Linked DNA regions of Mus musculus: region 2 is linked to region 1. The links are chromatin contacts, called in public HiChIP or PLAC-seq maps. All regions are on one chromosome and are shown on one strand. The core of a region is the stretch at or near the end of the contact, and the rest is flanking DNA. Distances in the headings are between cores, read along the strand shown.

The links. HiChIP or PLAC-seq counts read pairs in DNA pulled down with a chosen protein or histone mark.
Region 2: a contact with region 1 is called in an H3K27ac HiChIP or PLAC-seq map of embryonic stem cells, with 11 read pairs. The contact joins the promoter of Septin8 here to the promoter of Uqcrq in region 1. A contact is called at or near these places in 6 of 115 datasets of contacts at active chromatin or transcription factors (the SCID.adh cell line, bone marrow-derived macrophages, embryonic stem cells and 2 more) and 3 of 9 other capture datasets (adipose tissue, liver and pancreatic islet).

Annotation. Positions count from the first base shown.
Region 1 is chr11:53,429,154-53,433,469 of GRCm38.p6, reverse strand. It overlaps Uqcrq (ubiquinol-cytochrome c reductase, complex III subunit VII), which reads left to right and starts at 2,639. Exons shown (of 2, transcript NM_025352.3): 1 at 2,639-2,934. The coding sequence starts at 2,781. It overlaps Gdf9 (growth differentiation factor 9), which reads right to left and starts at 184. Exons shown (of 2, transcript NM_008110.2): 1 at 1-184. The coding sequence starts at 64.
Region 2 is chr11:53,517,522-53,521,696 of GRCm38.p6, reverse strand. Septin8 (septin 8) reads right to left here and starts at 1,961. Exons shown (of 10, transcript NM_001347496.1): 1 at 1,658-1,961. The coding sequence starts at 1,687.

The DNA of each region.
Region 1 (4,316 bases), core at 1,390-3,889:
TACTAAGAAAACACAGCCAGGCAAAGCAGCAAACCCCCAACAGGAAGTTGCTGGGAAGTGCCATGACTTGGGAGAACTAAGAAGGAACGCATCTCCTCGTGCCAGTCTTCTTTCTAAAGGTCGGGGAGGCCCTGGCGTGGTCCTTAAATAAAATCTAGGTGTGGAAGACTGACTTCACTTCTGTAATCAGACCTCAAGCATGCCTAGCTGTACATTGTTTCTTATCAGCTCTACAGCAGTCAGCTGACAACACGGTTTTATCCAATTTGTTCTCATTAGATACAGATTTATCTACTTATTTGGCTTTCTTTCCCTGTTTCTCCTGGACATTTATTTCAAACCCACCAAGTATCGTCACCCTAGTGGACTACTTATATAGGTGAGAGCCCAACAGAAACCCAAGGAATTATAAAACAAAACCTCTTAGGGCTGGAGATGTGACTGCAGAAGTATTAGGTTTATTTTTTCCTCTTGATTCATCGTCTATCTCCACAGCTCCCACGTCCAGGTGGTTAGAATAACTGATGGCTTACTGCACAGTGAATCAGAGAAACAAAGTCACAATGGGTTCTGAAATTCCAGTGATGTTAGGCTGTTCAGCCTGTCCAGGTGGCTTAGTAGAGGGGTTGTAAAGTTGGCCCAAGACAACAGCTACTTGCAATGTGCTTTGAAAAAGGACATCAGGGCCCAGGTGTAGAGGTTCACGCCTTTAATCCCAGCATTCAGGAGACACAGGCAGGTGGATCTCTGTGGATTCAAGCCAGCCTGGTCTATATAGAGAGTTCTAGGACAGTCAGAGCTACATAATTTTGAGAGACCCCATCTCAAAATAAAAAGAGGACATCACCTTTAACTTTGAGCAATTAAAACATACAATGTCTTGGGGCCAGAAAGATGATGGATGACCTGGCAGTTAAGGGCACTGGTTGCTCTTCTTAGAACAACCATTTATAGCTCCACTTCCAGGGGAGCCAATGCCTTTCTCGGGCATCCTTAGGAATACAAAACACCCATTATAAAATGAAAATAAACAATTAAAAAAAAGCCACAATATCTAGCTGGAATGGCAAGATAGCAACTTGCCGCCAAGCCTAACGACCAAAAGTCATCCAGTCCTAAAGGCCTAACTTCAACCCCTGTGATCCACAGAGAAAAAGGGAGAAGAGACTTCTACAGCTCGTCTTCTGACCTACACCCCTAGCACTTACATACCAAATACATATTTTAAAATGTAGTGACAGTACAATATCCTGATGCCCTTGTTTTGGTCTACAATTCACTTGACTATACTTTGGTTGAAAAATCTTGAGACATCAGCAAATGCAATTAAATAGACATCGTATTTATTCTTTAACCAACCACCCAGATGGCAGAAATCAGGACAGTGTTTTAGTCCTTGATTAAAGTATTTGTGTCCCGGCCTTGGAGGTGAGATCAAGCTAGATAATGTTTAAGGAAAATGGGGGCAGGGTGGAGGTGGGGGGGAGAATGTGCAGGTGCACCATGAAAGGCTATCTAGCACCCCTTGGAAGGAGACTATCTCTTGGGAGAAAGTCAAAACACACTAATGACACAGGATAAAAAAAAAATCAGTTTGCCCAGCACCAGATAGATAAGGCTGAAGTACTCTTGCAAAACTGAAGCTCACCGCCAAACTGCCCCAGTTTGATTGCCAGATTATTTACAGCCAGTTAACCCATTTACAGCCACTGAGAGGAGGAGAAAGGGCGGTGAGTCCCACAGGATAATATTAGCTAGGAGAATGAATGCACTTTAGAGAAAACATAACAGTTCCTTAGAGAGTGGGGTCTGGGTTTGATGACACACTCAGCCCAAACCCACCACTTTCTCCTTGGCTCCCATCACCACTATGTGCGTCTGACAACTGCCACACTCGTTCGTGGCTGAACTGGGAGAAACGTTTATGTCACATCTTGGACAAGTCTACAGCCTGCCAGTGGCTTGCTAGGCAGTGTGTACCAAAGCTCTAGATCCGTGTCCTTAATTTTGTACTGTGGTCAGTGAAGGCCCTTTTGGTTATGAGGACCACATATACCTGGTGGAGAGTAAGGGACAGCAGAAGAACGAGGAGAACAAGTCTTTTTGTTTTTTCTTTTTAATTTTTGAGCAGCTGCCGGCTGTTATGCAAAGGCCTGGTACTGAGCGGAAAGGACCGCCTCTTGGAACACCCAGGTGCTCCTAAGCCACGCCCATCACCCTAATCCGCGCCCCATGCACCTATAGGCCCCGCCCCGTGCACCTCTCGACGGGGGACCTTACGGACGTATCCACCTAAGATCCCCAGGGTGGCTAATAAGCCCCGCCCACTTGCTTGGCACCCCTCCCACCAAGCCACCATTCCTCTTCAAGCCCCGCCCCTTGGCAACATCAACCTCTCCCGTGCGTTCACTACTTACCGTAAGCCCACAAGCACCTCTATAAGCCCCACCCACGTGTCGCTAGAAGCGCCTCTAAGCTCCGCCCAGCCCTCTTGGTACTGGTCCTTTCCGGCTACACGAAGGTCAGGCCACGCCCACTCAGGTCAACTGACAATTTTTTTTTTGAGTCTCCCCCTTGAGATCGAAAGAAAATGGTAGTTCCCGGAAATGACTTCACGTTCTCTAGGCTCGGCTTCCGCTCCTCCCGGAAGTGACGGGCGAAAGCCGGCTCAGAGCTCTGGAGGTAGAGGTGACCGATCCTGGGGGTCGGTGTTAGGCCGTGGGAGGTTTTTCGCGAGACTGAGCCACGCGTCTATCTTCTGTCCCAGGGCCGCCGTCACCATGGGCCGCGAGTTTGGGAACCTGGCGCGGATACGGCACGTGATCTCCTACAGCTTGTCGCCCTTTGAGCAGCGCGCCTTCCCAAGCTATTTCAGCAAAGGCATCCCCAACGTGCTGCGCCGCACTCGCGAGCGCATCCTGCGCGTGGCGCCGCGTGAGTGCGGGGCGGGCGGGGTACAGCCGCGCACCTCTCCTTCCGACGCCCTCGCGGGGCAGACGTGGAGGAGTTCTTATCATATCGAAATGACTGGCCTAAGGTCACTTGGGTGACTCCAACGGCTCCCTCTGAGGTCATCGCTGGCCACTATCTGTGATGAAAGGCTGATGCAATCAGTGTCTTGTGTTAGATGTGCGGCCGATTTTGCTGTCGGTTTCATGGCATTGTGAATATCCGTGAAGGTGCACTTAAATTTGATGGAGAGGTTGAGGCCCGATCTTGCTGTAGAAGCCAGGCTGGCCTTAAACTTGAGATTTTACTGCCCTCTCCTCGGGACTGTTGGCTGGAATTGTAGGCATGCGCCAGCACAACAGTACTTTTTAAAATGGTGAAGATTATGTTAGGTAAATTCCGTGATTTTTTTTTTTTTAATTTGGTGTTAACTAGGAAAGCGAAGGCCACATCTTCCTGGGCTGATATCTTTGTTTTGGTTGCTTATAAAATGGTTGTGTACTATAACCATTTTGAACCTCTTATTAAAAGTAGTTTCTGGTCATAATGGTGTCTACATTTAATCCCCAGCAATCCTGAGACAGAAGCAGGTGGATCTATGTAGTTTTGAGGGAGTTCTAGACCAGCAAGGGCCTTATACTGTGAGCTTGTCTTAATACAGCAACAGAAACTTAGGGCTGGGGATGGTTCAACATCTTTCCTGCTCTTTCAGAAGATCCAGATTCCATTCCTAGCACCCATATGGTGGCTTACAATCATCTGTGACTTAAGTCCTGAGGGATTTGCCATTCTCTTACTCCCTTAGTCACCTCGGTATGCCCTGAGCCACAGCACGCACGCATGCCTTTAATCCCAGTGCTTAGGAGGCAGAGGCAGGCAGATCCCTGAGTTCATGGACAGCCAGGCTTACACAGAGAAAGAAACCCTTTCTCCAAAACCAAACAAACAGTTGAAGCTAGGGACAGTAGAAGGACAGGCAGAATTGGTTGAAAGTCAGAAAGGAGGACATGGACTGACAGAGGTGGGTGGATCTCTTGTTTGAGGTCTGTCTGTCCACTCAAGGAGGCCATATCAAAAAAGGAAAAAAAAAAAAAAAAGCCAGAGAGCTGGGGCACTGGTGGTTGTGGTACAGGTGCCTGTTCATGTAAATGACCCAGTGTGGTTCCTCCCAGCACCCACATGGTGGCTCACAGCCATCTATATAACTCCAGTTCCAGGGCACCTAACATCTTCTTGCCCCCAGGGAGCTACATGCATATGTATGATCAGACATGCATGTAAACCCCTCCCCCCCCCACACACACAATAATAATAAAATAGAAACTTTTTAAAATGTCTGTACTCATGGCTTCCTCTCTTGATCCCTA
Region 2 (4,175 bases), core at 712-3,211, 89 kb before region 1:
CGCTCAGCTGGCCCCCTGATGATACCTCTGGCGACGGTGCGACCAAGGCAAACACATTTTCTGCAGCCATCTCATACCCAGCTGGGTATTTACTGAGTCCTTATCATGTCCTGACACTATCCACACAACTCTATGAGGCAGATACGCTTTTCTCTTACTCTGTAGATGAGAACACGGAGGGTTAAACAGCTTGCAAGAGGTCCCATGACCAACAAGTGGTATCTCTAGGAATCCTCTCGGGCCACTGATGCTGGCTGCTTTACACATACTCTCATCCGGCAAGATCAACTGCTAGACAAACCTCTGACCTCAATACAGAACAGACACACCTTCTGGTCGGCTAAGCACAGAAAACACAGCGTCAGACAGGCACACACACACACACACACACACACACACACACACACACCCCTTTTGGTCTCCATCCACTAGGCAGGTTTATAAGGACTCAGCTGTTTTCCTGCAGTACATAAATTCCATTTTACGTACTGCATTTCACGCCGCGGGAGTGAAGTGGACCTTGGTTTGGCCCAGCCTCTGCATCTGTTACCCATGAAGTCAAACTTACTTAACAGACACACAGCCCCCTCCCCAAGGGGCACAGAACACACCAGTCTACACATTATGAAAGCTCCTGCTTTGTTATGCATATTCGCAAAGACCAACAAATGTATTTTCAGATTAAAGAAGAAATTTGCATATATAAATTCAGATGACAGTATTTATAGCAAAATTACATAAGTCCTGGCTCCCTTATTTAGCCCCAGAACCAATTCGTTATCGGTCACACATTCAGAATTCTCCCTCCCTCCAACAGCCCTGGGCCCTCCTCCACCTCCTCCCTCTCTTCCCCTCCTCCCCTTCCAGTCGACCAGGGCCTCACATGCTGGCAAGAGGACACAGCTTCCTTCACCGTCACAGCCTAGCCTCCCAGACACACCCAAATCCAGCCTTAGACACCAAGAGTGCAGACAACCCCCAAAAGGCCTCCCTCCGCATGCTATAGCCTGGCTCAAGTCCACAGACACCCCCCTTAGGACCACCAAGGGGCGTCAGCCTAGAGAGAGGCAGGTCCAGACTGGGGCCCAAACAAACACTCAATGGTTTGGATCTGGAATCACTTCAGCTCCTGGGAATGGCTGCCGCAGAGCCAGAGCCAACCACTGAGGCCCTGGACCTGTCTGGAGTCGCACCCAGGATCCAGGTTCCCGGGAGGGCAGTGGAGGAGATGAGCAGCGAGCCTGGGTTCTTCCAACCCAAAGTCTGCAACTCCCCTGAGCTCTTTCTGGAATGTGTGTGTGTGCTGGGGGGTAGAAAAATCCCTGGATCCCTGGGGCTCCATCCTCACTCTTTGCACCCAGATAACAGCACCTGCGCGGCAAAGGCAAGTACCCAGAGGTGCAGGAACACCCTGGGAGAGAAGAGTCGGGGGCGTCCGGGATCCTCCCCTCTGGACACGAGTCTTGTCTTCACACCTGCCCCGATCAGCCCAGATCTTGGCTTCTTCCCGCGAAAGAGCTCACATCGCGCGAAGCCCAACACTCTGAGACACCCTCCCGGGGTTAGCTCCCGGGTCCCGGGGTTCGAGGCCCCGCCGCGCGGTGCTGACAGCCCGCCTCGCGCCCCCTCCCGTGCCCCTGCGCGCCACAGGCCTCACCGAGACGCGTTCCAAGTCGGTGGCCGCCATGGCGAGCTGCGCACCGGGCGGGCGGGTTGCGGGGAACGCCGGGGCCGCGGCGGGGATGAGCCGGCTGCGGGACGCGCTCCGCCCGGGCGGCTGCGGCTGAATGGATCCAATATGGCCACTTCCTGGAAACTCCCCTTGGCGGCGGCGGCGGCGGGAGAAGCCGCGGAGCCGGCCCCGCCCCCGCCCGCGGGACCGGCCTCCCTACCCGGCTCGGCCCCAGCACAGCGCACTCCCCGCGGCTGGGACCGACGGGGGTCTCCGCGGCTTGGCAGGAGGTACTAGCTGCGGGTGCTGCTGGGACTTGTAGTCTGTGAGGTGGGGGGCCCGGACTGCCACGTCTGGGGGACCCGGGCCTCTCCGAGGCCTGCTGAGTGTCCCTTGGAAGCCAGATTAGTGCATAGCACAGAGGGGTGCTACGTGTGCCCTGGGAGTTCTGCCTCCAAGCTGACTGTCTCTACAGGAACCTGCAAACGCACTGGGACCACCGATCGGATGGTTCATGCGCTGCAGGTCCGAGAGAGATCCCTCAGCCTCTTCTGCCTGTGCCATAGGTCCCACCTGATGCTCTAAGCTGGAGCTAGGGCGGGAGCCCTGGGCTGGACCGGTGCATCCTGCCAGGCAGCCTTTGGCTCCTTGCGCAATGATGAACCGGAGAAAGATGCAGTTTGGGAAGCGGACTCGACATCTATGCGCAGCATACTGCTAGTGATCCTCACCCTGCTTGTCCCACGAGTTTGGAGTTATGGCATTATGCAGAGAGGAACTTGGTTCTCACAGTACGCACATCTTCGCCAACCATACCACTCAAAAAAAAACCTACACAAACGTCTCAAGAGGCTCCGTAAACTTTTTCAGTGACTACAAGATCTAGCTCGCCCCGTCTTCTTTTCCCTGCCTTTCCCTAAGGTCTCCCTGATAGTAAGGCAAACTTTGCCTCTGTCCCTCCACTACCCACGAATGTGCATCCCACCCCCAATATCTTCTTGAGAAACAACCCTGTCCTCCCCTCAGTGGAAACGTATGCCTGCTGGAGGTATCTGGAGACCACATCTGGACTTGGCACACCCCGTGCTGTGGAACACTTCCTGTCCCCTCCATAGAGTCAGTCTCTCTCTCTCTCTCTCTCTCTCTCTCTCTCTCTCTCTCTCTCTCTGAAGAGAGAAGAAGCTTTTCCCTTCTTTCTTTACAAACCATGTCTTGTCTCCAAGGTACCCAGCTGAAGTATCTTGGAGTTCTTAACAGTGTTTTTATTTTGTTGGATGCTCCACCGTGCTGTTGTTCCTTGTACGTTCTCTGACAAGAAATGTGGCCCCGTGCAGCTCAGTTTGGTAGAGTGCTTGCTCGCTAGCGTGCAGGAAGCCCTGAGTTCTGTCCCCAGCACTGCATAAGCCAGATGTGAGGGGCACATTTATAATCCTAGTATTTGGAAGTTAGAGGCAGGACAGTTCAGAGTTCTAGTCATCCTCCATTATAAAACAAAATGGAGGCCAGTCTGGTGACCCCCCCCCAAAGAAAGAAACAAGACACCCCCCAAACAAACAAGCAAACAAACACCTGGGGTCACAGCACAGTGGTTAGAGTGGGGAGGTGGATTAGTGATGAACTTTCCTGTTTGAATCACATCCCACACCCAGCTTCTTAACCTTACTATGAAAGCTACTCTTCTGATGGCGTGTATCCATGAGCCAGCAAGGTGGCTCAGCGGGTAAAGTTGCTTGCCACCCAATCTGATGGCCTGAGTTCAATCCCTGGGATCTACACAATGGAGAGAACTGGGTCCCTCAAGTCTCTGAAAATGAAGAAAAACAAGCAAGGGGCTTTAAATTGTGATTGGAACCCATTGTTTGCTAGTGTCTCCTCTAGCCCTAATGTCTGACCCCGGGAGTGCATGGGAGAGCATGCGGAGTGCATGGGGAGAGCATGCGGGGTTGAGGATTCCATCATCTGAAACAGTTGCTGCAAGGAAACATGCAAGTTTCTCCTCGCTGCCTTTTTCTTTCTCACTCCTCCTTGGCCTTAGACTACCTTCTAAATGGCCTTTCATTTCCACTCGAGTGTTATTTCAAAACATCCACTTAGTTTGGTGTGGTGGCACTCACCTTTAATCCCAACCAGACAGATCCTGTCTCAAATAAAAAAGAGGAAGGATGGAGAGACGGCTCAGCAGTCTTTTAGAAGACCCATAGTTTCCAACATCCAAATCGTGGGGCAGCTTACAACAGCATGTCACTCCAGATGCAGGGGTGTCTGATGCCTCTGGCCTCCTTGGGCACACACACACACACACACACACACACACACACACACACACACCAGGGAGACTGGTGACTTCCCTCTCTTGAGAAGTGTCCACTCTCCTAGGAAAACTTTCTCCTCATCTCCAAGCCTCTGATTTTCATATTATGTGAGTTACTCTGTCCACGCAGCTGTGGGTTTGCACTTCTGAAGGAGTAAGGATAGTCTGTGGGGGCTGCAAGGTGAGTAGACT